Regions from separate parts of the Sus scrofa genome. Here region 2 is linked to region 1. The links are chromatin contacts, called in public promoter capture Hi-C maps. All regions are on one chromosome and are shown on one strand. The core of a region is the stretch at or near the end of the contact, and the rest is flanking DNA. Distances in the headings are between cores, read along the strand shown.

Evidence for each region. Promoter capture Hi-C pulls out the DNA fragments that hold promoters and counts their contacts.
Region 2: a promoter capture Hi-C map of liver shows a contact between it and region 1, with 3 times the contacts expected there. The contact joins the promoter of TMEM101 here to the promoter of GRN in region 1. A contact is called at or near these places in 2 of 5 promoter capture datasets (fetal liver and liver), 1 of 47 Hi-C or Micro-C datasets (embryonic fibroblasts) and 1 of 2 datasets of contacts at active chromatin or transcription factors (alveolar macrophages).

The regions. Positions count from the first base shown.
Region 1 is chr12:18,899,053-18,902,839 of Sscrofa11.1, reverse strand. It overlaps GRN (granulin precursor), which reads left to right and starts at 2,396. Exons shown (of 13, transcript NM_001044578.1): 1 at 2,396-2,412.
Region 2 is chr12:19,163,666-19,167,664 of Sscrofa11.1, reverse strand. It overlaps TMEM101 (transmembrane protein 101), which reads right to left and starts at 2,032. Exons shown (of 4, transcript NM_001244685.1): 1 at 1,890-2,032; 2 at 1,388-1,568; 3 at 402-548. The coding sequence starts at 2,026.

The sequences.
Region 1 (3,787 bases), core at 1,147-3,646:
ATCCTGCTATTTTTATTTATTTATTTATTTGGCCTCCGCGAGGCATCTGGAGTTCCTCAGCCAAGGATCGGATCTGAGCCACAATCGCAACCTATGCCCCACCGGCAGCAATGCTGGATCCTTAACCCATTCTGGTGGGTGGGGGATCAAACCTGCATCCCAGCACGCCCAAGAGACCACCGATCCCGGCGCACCACCGTGGAAACTCCTGTCTTATCCAGCAACTCAAGATCTTGGGGAAAAAGCCCCTCTCCTGGGGCAACTGTGACTCTTCTGTGGGGGGCAGAACAGTAACTCTGGACGAAGAAATCCCTGAGGAGTGAGATGCTGAGAGAAGGAGAAGGAGGGCATGCTCTCCTGCTCTATCCTGACCGCCACCTGTGAGAGCGGCCCTGGGGCTGACCTGGAGGAACGTCTTAGCCACAGACACAACCATGGGTCTCTTCCTGTGAGGCCTCTCAGTGGAACCATCTGCGCTGCCTCAATCCGGGGCAGCGCTGGCATCTGAGGTGGGACCACAGCAGGAATAGTAACAGACCACGAAGAACACATCTCTCCCTTCTTAAGCATGGGGTGGGGCAGCAGAAGCCACAAAGGAAAAGATTGCTGGCTAGGTTTCAGATGACATAATGACATAACTTCTGACCACAAAAGATACCATCAACAAAGAGAAAAGACAAAGGATAGACTGGGAGGAAATATTTGCAACGTATATCCTGATCCAAACTATATAAAGAGCTCCCACAGTTCAATAAGAAAAAGACAAACACGGGAGAAAAAGGAACAAAGGATAACAGGATGGTTAGTTTTTTCTTTTTATTACCATGTAGTTGGTGTGCATCATCTTATCACTTACAGGGGGACAATACAGTGAGTCCGTTTTTAAAGGCTATACTTTGCTTACAGTTCTTATAAAATATTGACTATATTCCCTGTTGTACAATATACCCTTGTGGCTTATTTTATACGTAATAACTTGTACCTCTTAATGTCCTACCCCATATTGTCCCTCCCCCGTTCCTCTCCCTCTGTGCTCGCTTTGTCCACAGAAGCATAAAGATGCACAGGAAGGGGAACGAGTGTGCAGAGTAGTCTTGACGTTCAGTAGGAGCCTTACTGAACCTCTGGGCCCTCTCCAGTCCCAGGAAGAGCACCACTGTCACACAATTCTTCAGCCCTGCCACCTCCTCCCTACCCAGACCCCTACCACCCCGGATCTTGGTTGGTTGTCCCCCAACCCCAGCCTCACCCTCGGCTCAAGCTCTCCCTCCACTCGGCACCACCAAACACTGTCCTTCCCCCAAGGCCCAGCACCAGGCTTTCTCTGAGCCTCTCCTCTCTCTCGGGGTACTTCCCGTTGCCCATCTCTGCCCAGGCCAGGGCTTCTGGGCACCAAGCAGTCTAGCTTCTGCTGCTGGCAAATCTGTCCTATGTGGTACACTTGAAAAAGCAGCATATCAATTCCTGGGAGGCAGGGACCACTGAAATTAGGAAGCCACTTTGGCTACGCACCCACCTCCAGCCCAGCCGGGTGCCACACCCCCAGCAGTTCCTCAAGTCCACTACATTGAACTTGGCCCTCGATCCCTGCTCAAGGCTGCCCCTGCCATCTGGTTTCCTGATGCTTCTCCCAACACCACCCCCCCCCCGGCCATTTCTCCAACCCCTCCCCACCTGCCACCTAAAATCCTCCAAGACTCAGCTCAAAACTCAGCCCTCAGGTTGGAATGAAATCTCTTCTTCCCTGCCCAGAACCAACCTACTTCCTTTCCCTTCCACGCACCTAGAGCATCTGGCACAGGTAAGGTAAGGACTTCGTACCTTAAATCAGATTTAACCTGAGCCTGTCTCCCCTTCTCCAACCCCCACCGCACCCTTGCTGGGAGCACCTTAAGGAAAGGGCCTGCCTGAGAGCTGTTCATCTTTGCCCTCACAACTCTCCTTCAACCCCCTTTGGGGCCTGGCTGCCCAGCATTAAATCCGAGTTGACTGAACAGAATAGAAACAGGATGCACAAATGTTCCAAGACCAGAAGCCGACGGCCTGCGAAAGCTCTGGAAGCACGCTCTAACCGAGAGCTCCCTTGGATGTTAATATCTCAGGAGTCGGCGGGCGAGGCGGACACTCGAAGCCTGGCAGAGTCGGCCAGGGCGTCACATGATTCTCCAATCACATGATCCCTGGAAATGGGGGGGTTGGGGTGAAAGAGGAAGGGAGGGAGGAGAGTGAAATGAGTAGGAAAGAAGCACAGGATTCCAGGTTGGCCCCGCCTTTATGTCGACGAGTAGCCAATGGGAGCGTGACAGTCCAGATACCTGGCCAATGGAAACTGAGGTGGGCGGGCCATCGCGCCGAGGGGCCCTACTTGGTGAGCTGCCGGACAGCTGCTGCCCAGAGCTGACCGCGACGCAGGTAAGAGGGGTGGCCTCGGAGCGCTCCCGCTTGCTCCTTCCCAGGGGCCCGGCCAAGGGGACGTGGAGACTTGAGGGTCCTCAGGAGTTTCAGAGAGGAGACACGAAAAGACTCCCTTAGAGAAACTCCCATGCACTGGAGGGAGTTTTATGGGGAGGGGGAGTAAACAGTAATTGCAGTGACTCCCATTAGAAGGGGCCCTCTCCTTCTCCAGCAACCCCGGAAGCTGCAGCCCCTTCCCCTAAAGCAGGGACCACTCTGTTCTTGAGCTGACTCCGCCCCCGTTGGCAGGTGCTGGTGGTGGTTTGGTAGGGGGTGTCTGCTGTGGCTGGGAGCAGACGAGGCGCCAGCCGGTGGTCCCCGACCTCAAAGGGCTGGGAGTAGGGCTTGAGACCGTGGCCTCCTCAAAGGCCGTAGGGACTTGGGAGTGGTGATTGAACCCCTGGGTTGCATCTGGCTTTTCTTTACTTCCTCTCGTGGCGGGTGGGAAAAGCTAACTTCCGCCTCTCCCCGTCACTTTTCCCCGGCTCTCCGCAGCTGGGTTGGTTCACCTTTTGAGAAGCTCTCTCCTGGCACTTGGAGTTGGGGGCTGCCACCTAGTGGAAGATGACGGAGCTTAGGGGCCTGAAGAGGCTCCTGATCTCCCTCTCTGCTGGCGGTGTGCGGTGGTGGTGGCACCGTGGGAACCCTACTGAGAGGAGTCGGGTCCCCTCCCCCCTCCCTTGTCCTGAGTGTGCGTGCGCGTGCATGCATGTGTGTTCGGTCGGCGCATGCATAACCTCAGGATGCCCAGGAAGGGAAATGTGCATAAATGAATCACTAGGGTGCTGAGTGGTCCTTGGTGTGTGCAGACAGGCCCTCCCTCCAGCCTGAGTCAGGCCAGCAGGACAAGTCTGAGGAGGCTTGAGGCTGGACTCCCAAGAAGCAGGTGGAGCCAGGTGTAGATGCCTTGCAGGGAGCTGCGGGCATTGGAGAAGAGCGTGAAAGGGCCACAGGCCAGGACTGGGCTTCTTCAGCCTTACCCGGCCAGGAGACGGCCTCGTGGAGGTGGTCTTTGAGCTGAGAGGGGCCACCGAGGAAAGCCAGGTGAGGGAGAGAGGATTGTGCAAACCCCTGCTGCTCGTAGTGTGCAGTGTATACACACAGAGAGACTCACGGGCAACCAAGGCCCAGAGACAGGGAGCGACTGTGGCGGCTGTCACAGACTAGGGGCCGCGTGTGGTAAGTATCCAGGCAGCCCCTACACTCTCTGTTCCTGTCCTGCCTGGTCCACCAGCCCAGGAAGTGCTTTTGTCCCACTTCTCAGTTTGGACCCCAGGCCTCTACCCTCCTGGGGTCTGGGGTCCTTTCCCAGGTACTGTCCACGGTGCCGCTT
Region 2 (3,999 bases), core at 783-3,282, 270 kb before region 1:
TCCACCCCGGCCTCCCCTAGCACCCAGGATATAACCGGTTCTGCCAGGCAGCCCCATCAGCTCCAAACCTCCCCTCTGTCCCCTCTCCCAATCCTCTGGGGGCTGAAACCGTGAGAGGAGCAGGCCATCTTGCTATCCTGGCTCTCAGGCTTAGGACTGAATGGTCGATCCACCCTCTCCTCTCCCGGGTGGCCATCATGTTGGAAGAAGGGACTCTGAGCCAGCCCTCAGTCTCTTGAAGGTCCCCCAAGGCTCAGAAGCTGGTCAGGGCAACTGCCAGGAGCCAGGTCATCAGGAACTGCATGCGAGGCCTCATCCTGCCCACCTCCCTGCATTCTGCCAGGCTCAGGCTCACAGCTCACTCCGTCAAGCATCTCCAGTCAACCGTTCCCCCAACCTACCACGCAGATGAGGTAGATGCCCAGGAAGACCTGGCCGGTGGACTGAAGGGAACGGCTGCGGGGTTTCCGACGGTACAGCTCCCCGGCGCCGCTGGCCAGCACAAGAAAGCCGCCGATGATGGCAACTGTGCGCGAGTACATGCGGACCTAGGCCGAGGCGAGGGGACCCCAGTCAGGAACTGAAGCCACCACAGGTCTGCTGGCTGCCCGCAGCGCAGAACTGCCTGCCCATCTCGAAGCATCCCACTCCACGTGATGAACCCTCTTAGCATTTCCAAGTGTGGTGGGCAGGTAGAGCAGAGATAGATAACTCTTTTTATCAGAAGTGAAAAGTGAGGCCCTGAAGGGTTAATAAAGTCGTCCAAGGTCCTACACAAAGTAAGCGGCAGAACCCAGATGCCAAGCATTGCCCCCCCTCCCCACCCCAGTTCTGCTCCCTTGAATCCCAGTGTTCTTTCTGGTGTACAGTATAGTCTGTTCCACAAAGTAACCACTGATCTCACTGTCCTGCAGCTATTCACACATCTGCCTCCCCTACTGGACTGACAGTCCATTCCTTGAGGGTAGTGCCTTAGTCCAGGCTTTTCTCCAAGCATGTAGTGCCTAGCACAGGTTCTGGCATTTACAGGCTTAAATGCTGCCCTAGGATTAATTAAATTTCATAAAATCAGATGGTCAGATCAGATATTTCAAAGGTCCTTTTTGTCCTATGAGTCTGAGATAACAGACTACATCCTAAACCAAGGATTTAAATGTAAATGTAATGCCAACTGTGGTGTAACTTTGGGAAAGTCTGTTTCCCACCTCTGGACCTCAGTTTCCACACTTTGAAAGGCAGGCTTGTGTGGTCTCTAAATCCTTCTGTTCTGCGATCTGTGATAATCTCTACAAGCCTGGGGTTCCGCCTTCTCAGGCTTCACCCAACTGTGCCGGGCACTGGCTCCTCGTCATCCCAGCGAGGTCCCATCTAGGGCCGAGGTGCTCACCTTCAGCCAGTCCCCGTAGTGGACGTAGCCCCCGATGTAGGCGGCGTAGGTGCTAACGGCCAGCTGGAGTGCGGCTCCCAGCGCGAACCAGCGCCGCTTCACTCCAAAGGACATGAAGCTAGCGCACAGCACGGCCGCCCCCATGTCGAAGTACAGGTAGGGCACTGGGATGTCGGGCTTCCTGTGAGCCGGGAGGTGGGAAGGAACAAGGACAGAATGAAGCAAAGAATGAAGCGGGAAGAGCCTCGGGACACCCTGAGCTCCCGCAAGCTCCACTGCTTCCCCAAACCAGAGCCCCCCTCATGGCTAGGACCCCGCACTACCCTCGCTACCCACCTTGCTCCAGACCAGAGTCCCTAACAAGTTTGAGGCCCCAAATCCCCCCCAGTACAAGCGTCCCAACTTTCTGGGCCCCGACTTCTTCCCCACCTCACCGCACCCCCGTTCCTGAGACGGGCCGGACAGCCCCCACCACGTTCAGCGACCGCGCGGAGCCGCTCACCGGCGCGCCTCGGCCCTCTCAGCGTACAGCATGAGCTGGCTGAAGCAGCCCCAGAAGGGGCAGCGTGTGAGCAACACGGAACCCAGCTGCATGATCAGCTGCAGCATCCACCGTCGCGAACCCATCTTCGACGCCATCTTGAAGAAGGGCAGTCCGCCGCGGCCTCACCCCGGCCAGGGAGGTGGGTGAGGGCAATGCAACGCGCAACTTCCGGGCCTCGCGAGGGTTTTTTTTCCCCTTCCGTCGGGAAACAAAGCTCTCTTTCTCTAGTTCTGGACCGAGGGAAGTGTTCTAGCTGCGGGGTTCAGCCTTAACTTCTGCCCACTGAGGCTTAAGGGCCCCTTCGTGTAGCTGTAAAATTGAAAATTAGAGTAGAAAAAGGAACAGTAAACGAACTAACTTTTGAATGCATCTAAACCTGGGCTCCAACCCTATCGCCTTACACTTCACAAGATATATCTGGGAAAGGGGGACAGTGCTGGTCCTAGCACATGGCGGGTTCAATAGTGTACACACACACACACAACCCCCACACCAGAGGAAACCCTCTGCTTCTGCTTAAGTTCAAAGTAGGAGGGTCTTCTAAGAGCCACTCCTGAGAAGTCTGGCCCTGGTCTGCACTTCTGCTGTCCCCTGAGAGAAGAGAGCGCGCTGATGTGGACATGAGACATCTCAATCAGTGTGTTTTTCTCCAGCTCGGTGCTCCCACTCTAGCCCAAACCACCACCTTTTGTCAGTTTAACTGCAGTAGGCTTCCACCGGTCTTCCCCACTTCTTTGTTTTCAGCTCCTCGGTGTTTTGCTTTTTCTTTTTTCCTCTTTCTAGGGCCACACCCAGCAGCATACGGAATTTCCTGGGCCAGGGGTGCTGCGCCCGCTTTTGCAGAAACACCAGGTCCTTAACCTACTAGGCCACAGGGGGAACGCCTCGGCTCGCCCATTTTATGTTCTCATAACCATCAGGCACCCTTCCTTTGATTCACTTGATATATTGGCAATTATATACTTGTGATTTTTTTGTTTGTTAATGACTAGATTAACACTAGATTGTGAGCTCCATGAGGGCAAGGATAACATCTCCTTTTTTTACTATTATATCCTCAGGGCCTAGGAAGATGCATTCATGAATTGTGTGCTGCATAGATAAATAAACACAAGGTGTTACCACTACGTTTTGTCTCAGTAATTATGTGTTGAATAAATAAGCAAAAGTTCTGGGCACTCTGGGATTGCCACCACAACGCTACCCCTACCTATCTTCCTCCACCCCCACCCTGCAACATATAAATTCATCTTCTAATACTGAAGTTAAGACTACAAGTACTTCCATTAGGCCTTTTAATTTGGGAAATCTGTTTCCATTTCCCTGGGGGTAGTGAAGGGAAGAGGGCTGGTGTCCAAATAACATTTCTGACAATGTGAATTTAAAATTCACCATCATGGGAGTTCCTGCTGTGGCACGGTGGGTTAAACTCAGGCATTGCCACAGCTGTGATGCAGGTCACAGCTTCGGCTTGGATTTGATCCCTGGCCCAAAGAACTTCCAAGGGTGCAGCCAAAAAAGAAAAAAAAAAAAAAATATATATATATATATATAATTTATATGTAACATATAAACTATTATATCATGAAACTATATTTATATTTGCTTGTGTTCTAATTATATGATCATATTATGATTTTATTGTATGTTATATTTATATTTATATTAATATAACATAAAATAAAGTTTCCAATCAGCCAGTGAAAGCTAGACAACAAAACACCTTTTCACATCTAGTTTTCTTACAGTCACTAGAATACGGGATTCCCTTGTGGCTCAGCAGGTTAAAGACCCAGTGTTGTCCTGCTGCAGTGACACAAGTTCGATCCCTGACTCAGAAACTTCCATTTGCCACAGGTACTACCGAAACAAAACAAAACAAACTCACTAGGATGCCTGGGTATATCAGAAAGAATGCTGAGAAAGAGATCTACCCATGCAGAAAGCTAGGGAATGAGAGTGTGTGATCGCTGGGATTGGGGTCGGGATAGGAGTGGGAAATCTCCAGGCACTGAGAATGAAAAGACTGGGTTAAAAGTCGTTTTGCCTACTTCCTCCCTCCACCCCC